2 separate regions of the Sus scrofa genome follow, and region 2 is linked to region 1. A link is a contact called in public Hi-C data. All regions are on one chromosome and are shown on one strand. Each heading gives the region's core, a stretch centred on a gene start, on an enhancer-like site or on the middle of the called end of the contact. The rest is flanking DNA. Distances are from core to core; before and after follow the strand shown. Region 1 overlaps LOC102165543 (a long non-coding RNA gene). Region 2 holds the start of WASHC5 (WASH complex subunit 5).

Region 1 (5,642 bases), core at 634-3,133:
AGAATGGGGGACTAAAGGCCTTTGTGCCCAGGAGTTCCCCAGGATCCTGCTCGGTTTCAGTCTGTGGTTCAGTTGAAAAAGTTTCCAATTCCTTTAATAAAGTTGAACCCAGATCATTCAAAGCTGTCAATGAAAGGAGACTCTTCATGAAGAGGTGCTGGCTGTCAGAACAGTTAGAAATTTAATTCTACCTGAATCTAAATGGAGTATAGGAAAATGTGTAGCTGTGGGAATTAAGGCTGGGAGGTGGTTTGGGGTTAAAAGGTGAAGAGCCCTGAATGCCATGCCTGAGACAGTGAATTTCAGGCAGTGGGGAGCCATGGACAATATTTGAGAGAGGGAGTGATGTGGTGTGATCCAGTTACGTTTTAGTCTTCTTTCCATTGCCAGCGTCCAGTCTCTCCTTTCTTTCTAGCAGGTTGGAGGCTACTGGTGAGGTTATTTGTCTTTCAGAAGACAAAGCTAGTTTGCTTCAAAGCCATGTTGACCAAAAAGTGTTCCCTGGATCAACAGCCCCGTGTGATTGGTCATGAAAAAAGGATTCATGGTTCTAGGAGATTTATAATTGTATGTTACCTGTTAAAGTTATGTTTTCCAGGAGTTCCTGTTGTGGAGCAATGGGATCGGCAGCATCTTGGGAGTGCTGGTGATAGGGATGGAGTAGACACAGGTAGTTTTAGAAGTCCCAATAAAGGACCACAGATAACTTAGGGTACTTTGGGAGATCACTTTAAGTAAATAAATTGCTCAAAAAAAGCCATTGGGAGATCACTTTAAGTAAATAAATTGCTCAAAAAAAGCTTGCTTCATTAGTGGAGTCTTGAGAATTGCCCCAGGTCGTTGGTGAGGGATGGACTGAGGCGTGCATTCATATTCAGACCAAGGGCAAGAGTTTGAGGACCACCCTTTTGCAGATTTGAATACACACCTTACCGGATACTAAGGAGGACTAGTACTCCCAGAAAGGAAGAGGAGGTCTTTTCCAACCCCCACTCTTCTTGGAGGATAAAACTGTAGCCCACCAGATCCTCAGGGCAGAACTTCTGTGCCTACCCACTTGCATCTCTCACAAGCGTCCTATCCTAATAAATCTATTTCTTGCCTATCACTTTGTCTCTTACTGAATTCCTTCTGTGTGGAGACATGAAGAACCTGAACCTCAGTGAGTCCAGACACAGGGTGAGTGATTCTAATTTAAAACCTTAGGTTCAAGTCCCATTCCGGGTTTAGGCTGGGTTCAGGCCGTTAATGCTGTCAGTTTCACTGGGACTCAGATTCAATCCTGGCCCAGCACAGTGGGTTAAGGATCTGCCGTTGCCACAGTCTTGCCTTGGTTCTGAGGCTGTGGCTTGGATCTAATCCCTGGTCTGGGAGCTCCATGTGCTGCAGGGCGGCCAAAAAAAAAAAAAGTGTGTTTTTCCAAAGTGACTTGAGGACAGTTTTTCTTGTAATTATCATTCTTTAAGCTAGTGTCCCACTGTTGCTTTTTAGGAACTGTTAGCCTAGAGACTTTGAGGTGCATAGGTGATCAGGCAACACTGAGACATTCTATGTGTATTCTATGACTTTAGAAATGCACTGGCCACTTTATGAGAAGAAGCCAAGCCATAGGAAAGGTTAAAGCGAGTGGAACTCCTCAAAGGATGGGTCCACAGGAAGATGAAGTTCCTGGTTCTGCACATATGTGTATTCACAGCTGAATACGGGTAATGTTCTTCAAAGTCACCAGGATACTTCACTACCTGCTACCGACGGCTTCCTCCTGTTAAGCCTGCTGAGTTCGGGATGGATGTTGCAGCTAAATTAAGACACCATGACTCACTGAGAGTCACCATGGTGAATGTGGGTGCTTATACATTTCCAAGGATTCCTCTCCTGGTTTAGTCATTCTGGAATGATTCAACATGTCCTCCAGGAGCTGAACATGACTCTGAGGTCAGACGGTGAACACTTGTTCTCAGCAGGTGGCTGATAGAGGGAGAGGGTACACGCGGATGGGCAGAGCTCACCAAGGGTGGACTCTGAGGTCATTCTTTGTGTCCGGTCTAGGATGCTATTTATTACATCTCCATTGGGATGACTATGTCCCTGTGAGCATGTCATTCACGGACTACGCTGCTGTGAGGTGTCAGCACACAGTTATCCCCATTGTAGACGGGGAATCGAGGGAAAGTGTTTTGCTGAAGACCATGGAATGGGTAAGCAGCTCATCTGGGACTTCTGGCAGGATCTCTCGACTCCAGGGCTCATTCTCATGTCCTGTCATATGCCTTTCACAAATGCTGAGGGCTGGGAGCCCCTTGGCCATTTGGAGCCATTGAAGTATACAGCCAACAGATACCGGGTAAGTCTTGAAGTCTTTGGATCTATTTTAGAAATGCAGAGCTGTCTCCCAGGGGAGCAAGTTCCAAAATAAAGTCCCAAAACATTCACAGAAAAAGTTAAAAAAAATTAACATCTTAAAATCACAAGATACATAATGTATTATTTAAATTTCAGTAAATACAGAAGTGCATGTACAAAATTCAACCTAATTCCACCACCCAGATTATCCTCATACTTTTGTAGTATTTCTTCCTGATTTTTCCCTCAGCATAGAATTGTTTCCTTTGATATCTTTATGAATATGTTTACTATCTTTGCTGAAATTGCACTTATTTATGATTATCTTTTCTTCATATAATTAAACATCCTTAAATATATTTTTAATGGCTTCATAGTGTGGATGTACCATAACCTCTTTAAGGTGATTTCTGAATTTTGAATATTTAGATTTTTATAATTTTTGTTAATACAAATTATACTGTTGCAGAAAATGTACTTAAAGGTATCTTTATAAAAATCTTCAAGTAATTGTCCTATGACTTTCTTTGGACATACTCCTGAAATGAGCATTTTGAAGATTCTTTTTTTTTTTCTAACAGCCACATTTGCAGCATGTGGAAGTTCCCAGGCTAGGGGTTGAATGGGAGCTGCAGCTGCCAGCCTATGCTACAGCCACAGCAACGCTGGGTCCGGATCACATCCACAATCTACACGGCAGCTTGTGGCAATTCAACCCACTGAGCGAGGCCAGGGATCAAACCTGTATCCTCAGGGACACTAAGTCGGGTTCTTAAGCCACTGAGCCACAATGGGAACTCCCGAAGATTATTTAGACATCTTCCCAGCATGAGTTTTGAACCTCGTCTGTAGCTCCTGTATCTCAGCCTTCATCTTACTCCCTGGCTCTGAGGCTTGCCACGCTCTTGGCCTCCTTTCCAGTTATTGCCCACATACCTCTTCGTCATTCTGCGTCATAAATCTCTCAGCCTAATCCACCCTTGCCTCTGCACCCTGCTGAGTCTGTAGTCACTCCTTTGGTGAGGAATTGGATGAGAAGGAATCTTTGGACTCCTTTAAAAAAATCCTCTCCACCCCTTGATTCAGCAGAACTTTATGAAATATCTACATCGTGACCTTGCATTGCTCTCCAGAGACCCTGTCCTGTTCCCATCCTGTCACGGGGAAAACAGAAAGAGCCATACAGGTTTCTGCCGTGTGTACCTCCCTCCTCAATTTGCAGGGAGGCCCTGCAGGCCTGGATCTTTAAGAGTCATCACTTCCCTTCTTGCCACAGCTCCTTGTTGGCTCAACAGGCACTTAATCACTCCGTCACTTACAAGTGCCATCACTTAATAGATCTTTCTATCAATTTTCCCATCTGCCAAATGGGGACTGTGCTTCTGGGCTGCCGGGGCGGTGGTGTGTGCATTAATGAATGTTTTGAGGCACACTGAGATCTGTAGATAAGCGGGCCTTGAGAAGCACAGAGTCCTAATGAGCAGGTGTGGAGCAACCTCCTTTGGGAGGCGGCTCTGTTTCCCACAGAGCTGGGAGCAGCTCCGAATCCCTGGGAGATAGGTGTCTTCTGGCTACTTCCAGATGGACCAAGGAAATTTGTCCTAGGACTTTATGCAGCTCTCCAGAAGAGATGCAAAGCTAGGTCCGAGACAGAACCAAAATGACCCCCAAGTTGGTCTGTCCCATATTTGCCCCTCTTGACATGCTTCTTGGCCTCTGGAATGTATACTACTGATGATACAGAGATGACTTTAGATGGTTTATGGATGACCTTTTAATAACTTTTCACAGTTATGCATATATTTTGGTTATTTATTTATTTTATTTTTTAGGGCGGCACCTGCGGCATATGGGAGTTTCTGAGCCAGGGGTTGAATTGGAGCTGCAGCTTCCAGCCTATGCCACAGCCACGGCAACACCTGATCTGAGCCTCATCTGTGACCTACATCACAGCTTGTGTCAATGCCGCATCCTTAACCCACTGATTGAGGCTAGGGGTCTGTATCCTCTTGGTTACTATGTTGGGTTCCTAACCACTGAGCCACAGTGGGAACTTCAAGTGATTATCTTCTATTTGCAGTAAGTGATACTATTTTTTTTTCATTTCTCAAAATAAGAATAACTACATTTTGTGAGTGCTCACCATACGCTAGGCACTGTCGTAAATGCTTTATACCTAATACTTTATCATCACAACAGCGTTCTGATGTGGCTACTCTTATTGCCTCTTCAGACACATGGCATATTGAGACAGACTTTAAGAAGCCAGTCCAAACTGACACAGCTGTGTGCAGCAGAGATGGGATTTCAATCAGGCAGTTTTGCCTTTGGGGCTCCTGGTAACAGCCTGTCATCTTTTCTTGCTATATACTTGTGTTTCAGGAACTGATATAAAATATGTTTTAATGATATATTTATTTCGAGTTACAAAGGTGTGCTGATGGGAATGGACACAATGAATAAAAAATTAAGTTAGGGATTGGAGAGGGATGGACTGGGAGTTTGGGGCTAGCAGATGCAGACCACTTTATACAGAATGGATACCACAAGGTCCTACAAGGTCCCTATAGTGCAGGGAAATACATTCAGTATCCTTTAATAAACTGTAATGGAAAAGAATATGAAAAAGAATACTACAAAAATTTAGTTAAAAATATGAGATGGTTTGAGGATATAGAGGATGCTGTGATTTTAATTGAATGACTGAAGCACAGAGTTTCCCAGAGGGTGGTCTGATGACCTCCATGTTGGCATGCCCTATAAGCTGTCAAAAATCCCAATTTATTGAATCAGAATCTCTTTGGGGGAGTCCAAGGTTCTCTACATACAAATTCCTCCCAGAATTTCTATGTAGCATGAGGTGTGACACACCTCTTGTCCACACCCCCAATCCCCATCCAAGTCCAGAAAAACAACAGCAGTAACAACTGTTGATTGGTTGAGAACCCCACTGGGCTGTCAATCTTTTGCCCTAAAGTTTGGGAAAGACAAAAGTGAAGGCACAGAGAACTGCTGTTTAGGGGGCATGTTTTGTGTTTCGACCTGCACTAGATTTGTACCTAAATCCTCAGGGCTTACTGTGCAGTAGGAATATACCCATTTCATCGATGAGGAAACCAAAGCTGCAGAGTTGAAGTGATTTTGTTAAGTGGTGGGCCAGGGGTCAGACCTGAGCATGTGGGGTGTTTAAACTCTGCCCTGTCCATTGCACCAACTCATTGAGACCAGACCTGCAGAATCAGTGCAGCCCACACAGTCCAGCTGCAAGATGTTCAAGTCAGGGAAATGGGCTTGCATTT
Region 2 (5,081 bases), core at 691-3,190, 510 kb before region 1:
GTATAGGTCGCAGATGCGGCTTGGATTCTAATTGACCCCTGGCCTGGGAATTTCTATATGCTGCAGGTGTGGTCCTTTTAAAAAAAGAAAAGAACAGAATCTAAGAAGCACCCTTAAAGATGCCTAATAATGCTGCAGTGATTTCAAAGGCAAATGGTTTTATAGAAGGTGTTAGGACTTAGCTGAGATGAAAAAAAAAATCACTCTAGAATAAGGTGCAAATAAACATGGTAGAAGAAACTATATCAAATCTTCATTTCAGAGGTTTTCCCAGTGCTAGGGATGAAGACAATTCATCAAGACCAGTTTCCTCAATATAGGCTGTCCTATTATTTGGCATGAAATGAAACCAGAGATCCCACTCAATTTCCTAGGAAAATTAGGCATCTAGAAAAGTGGTCATAACTTCATTTTCAAGAATTTGGTATGGAATTATGATTTTAATTTGGAAAGTAATTCTAGTCAAAAGGCAACAGACTTTCAAGAATGAAGCATGACAGCATCATAACAATTACCAAATGAGTAAGGAGTTGAATTCTGAAAATTAAATTACCCTGGGAGGAACCACTCTTTAGCCGAGGACAAAAAAAAAAAAGTCTTTTCTAAGGCTACACTCACAGCATATGGAGATTCCCAGGCTAGGGGTCTAATCAGAGCTATAGCCGCCAGCCTACGCCACAGCAACGCGGGATCTGAGTCTGCGACCTACACCACACGGCAACGCCAGATCCTTAACCCACTGAGCAAGGCCAGGGATCGAACCCTCATCCTCTCGGATCCTAGTCGTCTCCGTTAACCACTGCGCCACGATGGGAACTCCAAGAAAATCTTTATTAGAGGACAAAAGAAGACCTATTTTTATCCTCTCATAAAATCTCAGTTCCATAAAGAAGGAAGCACTGGTTTCCATCGATCTATTAGTAGGTACAAACTACAGTGGCCCTTGATCAGGTTAAAAAGGAACAGCACATCTCTTCCAGAAAAGTTCTAAAATGATCCTAATCACTCTGGCCTGATTCATGAATCCCGATAAATAAGAAAAACCATAAGGTGTTTGTTGTGGGCAGAGGCAGTAAAGCCTCTCCCTCCTCGCCTCCAACCCCGTTTCACCTATGGTGTAGGGAAGTTCCACACACTTGGAATCAGGAGACAAGGATCCATTATCCGCTCGGTTAAACCCCCGGCCCCCGCCGCCGCGCCTGTCGCTCCCGTTAACGGGGGAGTTCGTTAATGACCACAGACAAATCAGGACCTTCGGAACTATTTCTCGAAATGAAAAGGACTTTGATATGTCATAGGTAAGGGAATTAAGGTGCAAAAGAGGAGCAATGATTTGCCCAAACTCACAGTCCATGACAGAAATAGAATTCAAAGCCAGGTCCGTCAGATTGTAAAAGCCCGCACCAACCACTCGATTTTCTTGAGTGTAAGTGGAGAAATATCGACGTCCATACACCACTGCTCCCAGGAACTTGGAAGGACACGATGCTGGCCAAGTAGCTGAACATCACTTTCTAAAGCGCCAAAGCGCGTGAAAAATTGCTTCCACCTGAGTGGAGATGCAGAGCCTGGATTGCAGCCGCAGCCGCAGCCGCAGCCCCAGTAAAACCCTCATTCCTCCAGGCCAGGCTGTCCCATCCAGACCCCACCCCACGCCGCAGAAGCACCCCTGGCCAGAGCGGCCCAGCCCCGGGGCGGCGGGGAACGTGAAAGGAGGAGGCGCGCGCACCCCGCCCCGACTCACCTGTCCCCCGGGCCGCTCCAGGGCGCACGCGCAAGGCCGGCGGTCTAGCGCGGAGTCAGCACCCCGGCCCCCACCTCTTTGCCTCCGCAGGGGTCCTCTTCAGTCCCCCGCCCTGGCTCCAGAGCCGGCTGGACCCCGGCTTCCGCCCCTGGCTCCCTGGGCAGTCACATGACAAAGGGGCGGAGAGTGGGGCGGGGCATCATGTGACCACTCGCCGTCGACGACTGATGACGCCTGAGCCCGCGCTCGCTGTTTCAGCGACAGGGTAAGGGAGTTAAGGAAGGAGTTGGGGTTCGGGGTGCGAAGTCAGGGCGCAGCCAGGCAGAGGTACATCGGGGAGCCAGGTACGGCTGGAGCGGGGGATGGCGATGGGGAGGGTGATGGGGGGTGTCGTCTCCCTCTCGGGCGCTCCGCGGGTGCCCTGAGCTGTGGTTTGTGGACCTGGGTTATGGTCCTAGATCTGTTTACGCCACAGGAATGAGGTAGGGGCCGTTTACCTCCCTCTCCAAGACGCCGTCTCTACATCCTTGGGTTCTCAGTACGTAGGGGCAAAGATCACGAATTCTTTTTTTATTTTTATTGAAGTATAGGTGATTTACAGTGTGGCGTTAGTTTCTGGTGTACAGCAAAGTGGTCAGTTATGCATATACTTTTTCAGATTTTTCGGTTATAGGTTATTGAGATACTGAATAAAGTTCCCTGTGCTATACAGTAGGACCTTGTTGTTTATTTTATATATAGTAGTGTGAGACCATGAATTCTTGATCGAAGTAAATGTAGTTTGAGCTAGCTTTCTAAGCAGGGCCTTGGGAAGATCTTTAATTAAACTCTGGGCATCAGTTTCCTTTTCTATAAACGGTGGTAGGATTAATGATAATGAGAATGGAAGAAAGCCTAGGGCACCAGTTTATAACATACTGTAGGGGACCCAGCAATGACGGTTTCTTTTATTCTGTAACTCTCCCAAATCTTTATTTGATTGCCTATTTTTGTGTGAGGAGCTGTTTTATGTTGAGTAGAATATGTCAGAATTCTAGTTTTAAGTTGCTTCCAGGGCGAAAGAGTGGCAGACATGTGAGCAAATAATTGTGGTGAGTTTTATAATACAAGTTTGTGTGTGAGAGGGAGAGAAAGAGAGAGAGAGATAGGGATAGTGGTAGCATGAGGGAGAGAACAAGCAGTTGCTTGTATGGATAAGAGAAGGCTTCAGAAAGATGTAACCTTGCGTATTGAAAAAGAAGATACAGCTCTGGTGGAACTTGTGTAGGCCCCTAAGAATTTAAAGGAGTATCAGTATTTAAATTATTTGATCTGTGCTTATTACTTTCTGTACAAAAAGATGAGAGGAGGGAACAGAGAAATATTTTTATTTTTACCTAATAATTGGCCCCATCTAGAGAGAATCTTATGAATGTTTCTATCCTATCTCCACTCCCCACCGCCCCATCCATATGTTGAATTCCGAATGCCAGGGTGATGGTATTAGGAGGGAGCGGATGTGGGAAGTGCTTAAATCTTGAGGATGGAGGTCTCCTGGAGAGCTGCTCCCTTGTGCCTTTTACCATTTGACAACACAGAGCTAGAACTAGAAGGCCCTGGCCATGAACCACAGGAAGAGGGCCTTCATCAGAACGTGACTGTGCTGGTGCTTTGACCTTGGACCCACTCTCCAGAACTGAGAAATGTTTCTATTGTGTATAAGTTACTGTGTCTGTGGGTGACTGTGCTGGTGCCTTGACCTTGGACCCACTCTCCAGAACTGAGAAATGTTTCTATTGTGTATAAGTTACTGTGTCTGTGGTATTTTGTTAAAACAGCACTAACTGACAAAGGCTTGTTAGGGTAGGCAACATAACCTGCTAGGGAAAAACTCAGGGGGTGTATAACCTTGCTTTAAACTTTCTTTGAGGAATTCCCATTGTGGCTCAGAGCTTAACGAATCCGACTAGGAACCATGAGGTTGCGGGTTCGATCCCTGGCCTTGCTTAGTGGGTTAAGGATCTGGCGTTGCCTGAGCTGCGGTGTAGGTTGCAGACTCGGCTTGGATCCCGAGTTGCTGTGGCTCTGGAGTACGCCGGCAGCTACAGCTCCGATTGGACCCCTAGCCTGGGAACCTCCATATGCCGAGGGAGTGGCCTAGAAAAGGCAAAAAGACAAAATAAATAAATAAATGAATAAATAAACTTTCTTTGAGACCAGAGGGACAGAGAACAAAATAATCACGGTTATTTTGGGAAGGCTCCAGAAGGGGGTGAGTTTAAATCAGGGTTTCTTCACCACTGCACCATTGGCATTTCGGGCCAGATAATTCTTTGTTGTGAGATTTGTCTTGTAAATTATGTCCTTAGCTGTAGTTAGCAGGAGAAATAGGGAACAGTGCCTTTACTCTATTTTTCTTCTCCAGCCATTCTCTTTGCCTCTTGATCTGAATGTTGCCCTTGATACCTCAGAATTACAGAAGGAAGTTTTCCCTACCTCTCTGCAAGTGTAAAGTTTCATTGGAGTAATGCGAATTTTGCATTCGTATTATGAGGATGGCTACCACGTCATAGACACTTTACATTTTTCCTGGATTATATTAATCCTCATACATTGTGTATTAGTCAGTTCAGGCTGCTGTTAAAAAATACCATAGACTGGTGGCTTAAGCAACAGAAATTTAGTTCTAACAGTTTTGGAGACTGGAAGTTCGAGATCATGATGCTGGGATGACTGGACACTGGAGGGCTCTCTTCCTGGTTTGCAGATGGCCACCTGAGCTGTATCTTTACGTGGTGCAGAGAGAGCAAGCCCTGGTATCTCTTCCTCTTCTAATGACACTAATCCCATCACGAGGGCTCCAAGTCATGACCTCATTTAAATCTAATCATCTCCCAAAGGCCCCATCTCCATATATCATCACCTGGGAGTTAGGGTAAACATCGGAATTTTGTGAGGGATGTGCTTATCTCGGTGTCTTCATAGTTGAATTATTTGGGGTGCTTCATAAGAATAGTTTCCTCAGCATGTCCACTAGAGACTCTGATTCAATAGGTCTGACGTAGTATCCATTAAATCTGTATTTTGGTATTTCAACTGATTCTTAAGATCAGACAAGTTTGACAAAACTATAGGATTTAATTTGTCCTTACAACAATGCTGTGAGATAGATGTGATCAACTCCTTTTCACATGGGTGCAAACCGAAGATAGAGAAGTTAAGTACCTCAGCCACAGCAATTCATTTTTAGGTGATGTGGACAAGATGGAATTTCAAGGCATTTCTGTCCAGGGTCCATTCACTTAAACCCTATTCTGCATTGCTGCTCACAGTATTGTAATGATTAAGTTGATGATAA

What was found. A called contact is a pair of places that touch in the nucleus more often than the background predicts.
Region 2: a Hi-C map of fibroblasts shows a contact between it and region 1, with 2.4 times the contacts expected there. The contact joins the promoter of WASHC5 here to the enhancer-like site in region 1. A contact is called at or near these places in 2 of 5 promoter capture datasets (fetal liver and liver), 2 of 47 Hi-C or Micro-C datasets (alveolar macrophages and fibroblasts) and 1 of 2 datasets of contacts at active chromatin or transcription factors (alveolar macrophages).

The regions. Positions count from the first base shown.
Region 1 is chr4:14,081,397-14,087,038 of Sscrofa11.1, reverse strand. All of the region lies in intron 8 of LOC102165543 (a long non-coding RNA gene), which reads right to left. Among named protein-coding and RNA genes, the nearest start is that of TRIB1, 210 kb to the left of the region's middle. Within about 2 kb of position 1,883, at least 10 of the 83 cell types and tissues checked have an H3K27ac peak or open chromatin away from gene starts, as enhancers often do. A contact at or near this core is called in alveolar macrophages, where this site is marked.
Region 2 is chr4:14,594,992-14,600,072 of Sscrofa11.1, reverse strand. It overlaps WASHC5 (WASH complex subunit 5), which reads right to left and starts at 1,940. Exons shown (of 29, transcript XM_021088931.1): 1 at 1,745-1,940. NSMCE2 (E3 SUMO-protein ligase NSE2) reads left to right here and starts at 1,881. Exons shown (of 7, transcript XM_021088938.1): 1 at 1,881-2,009.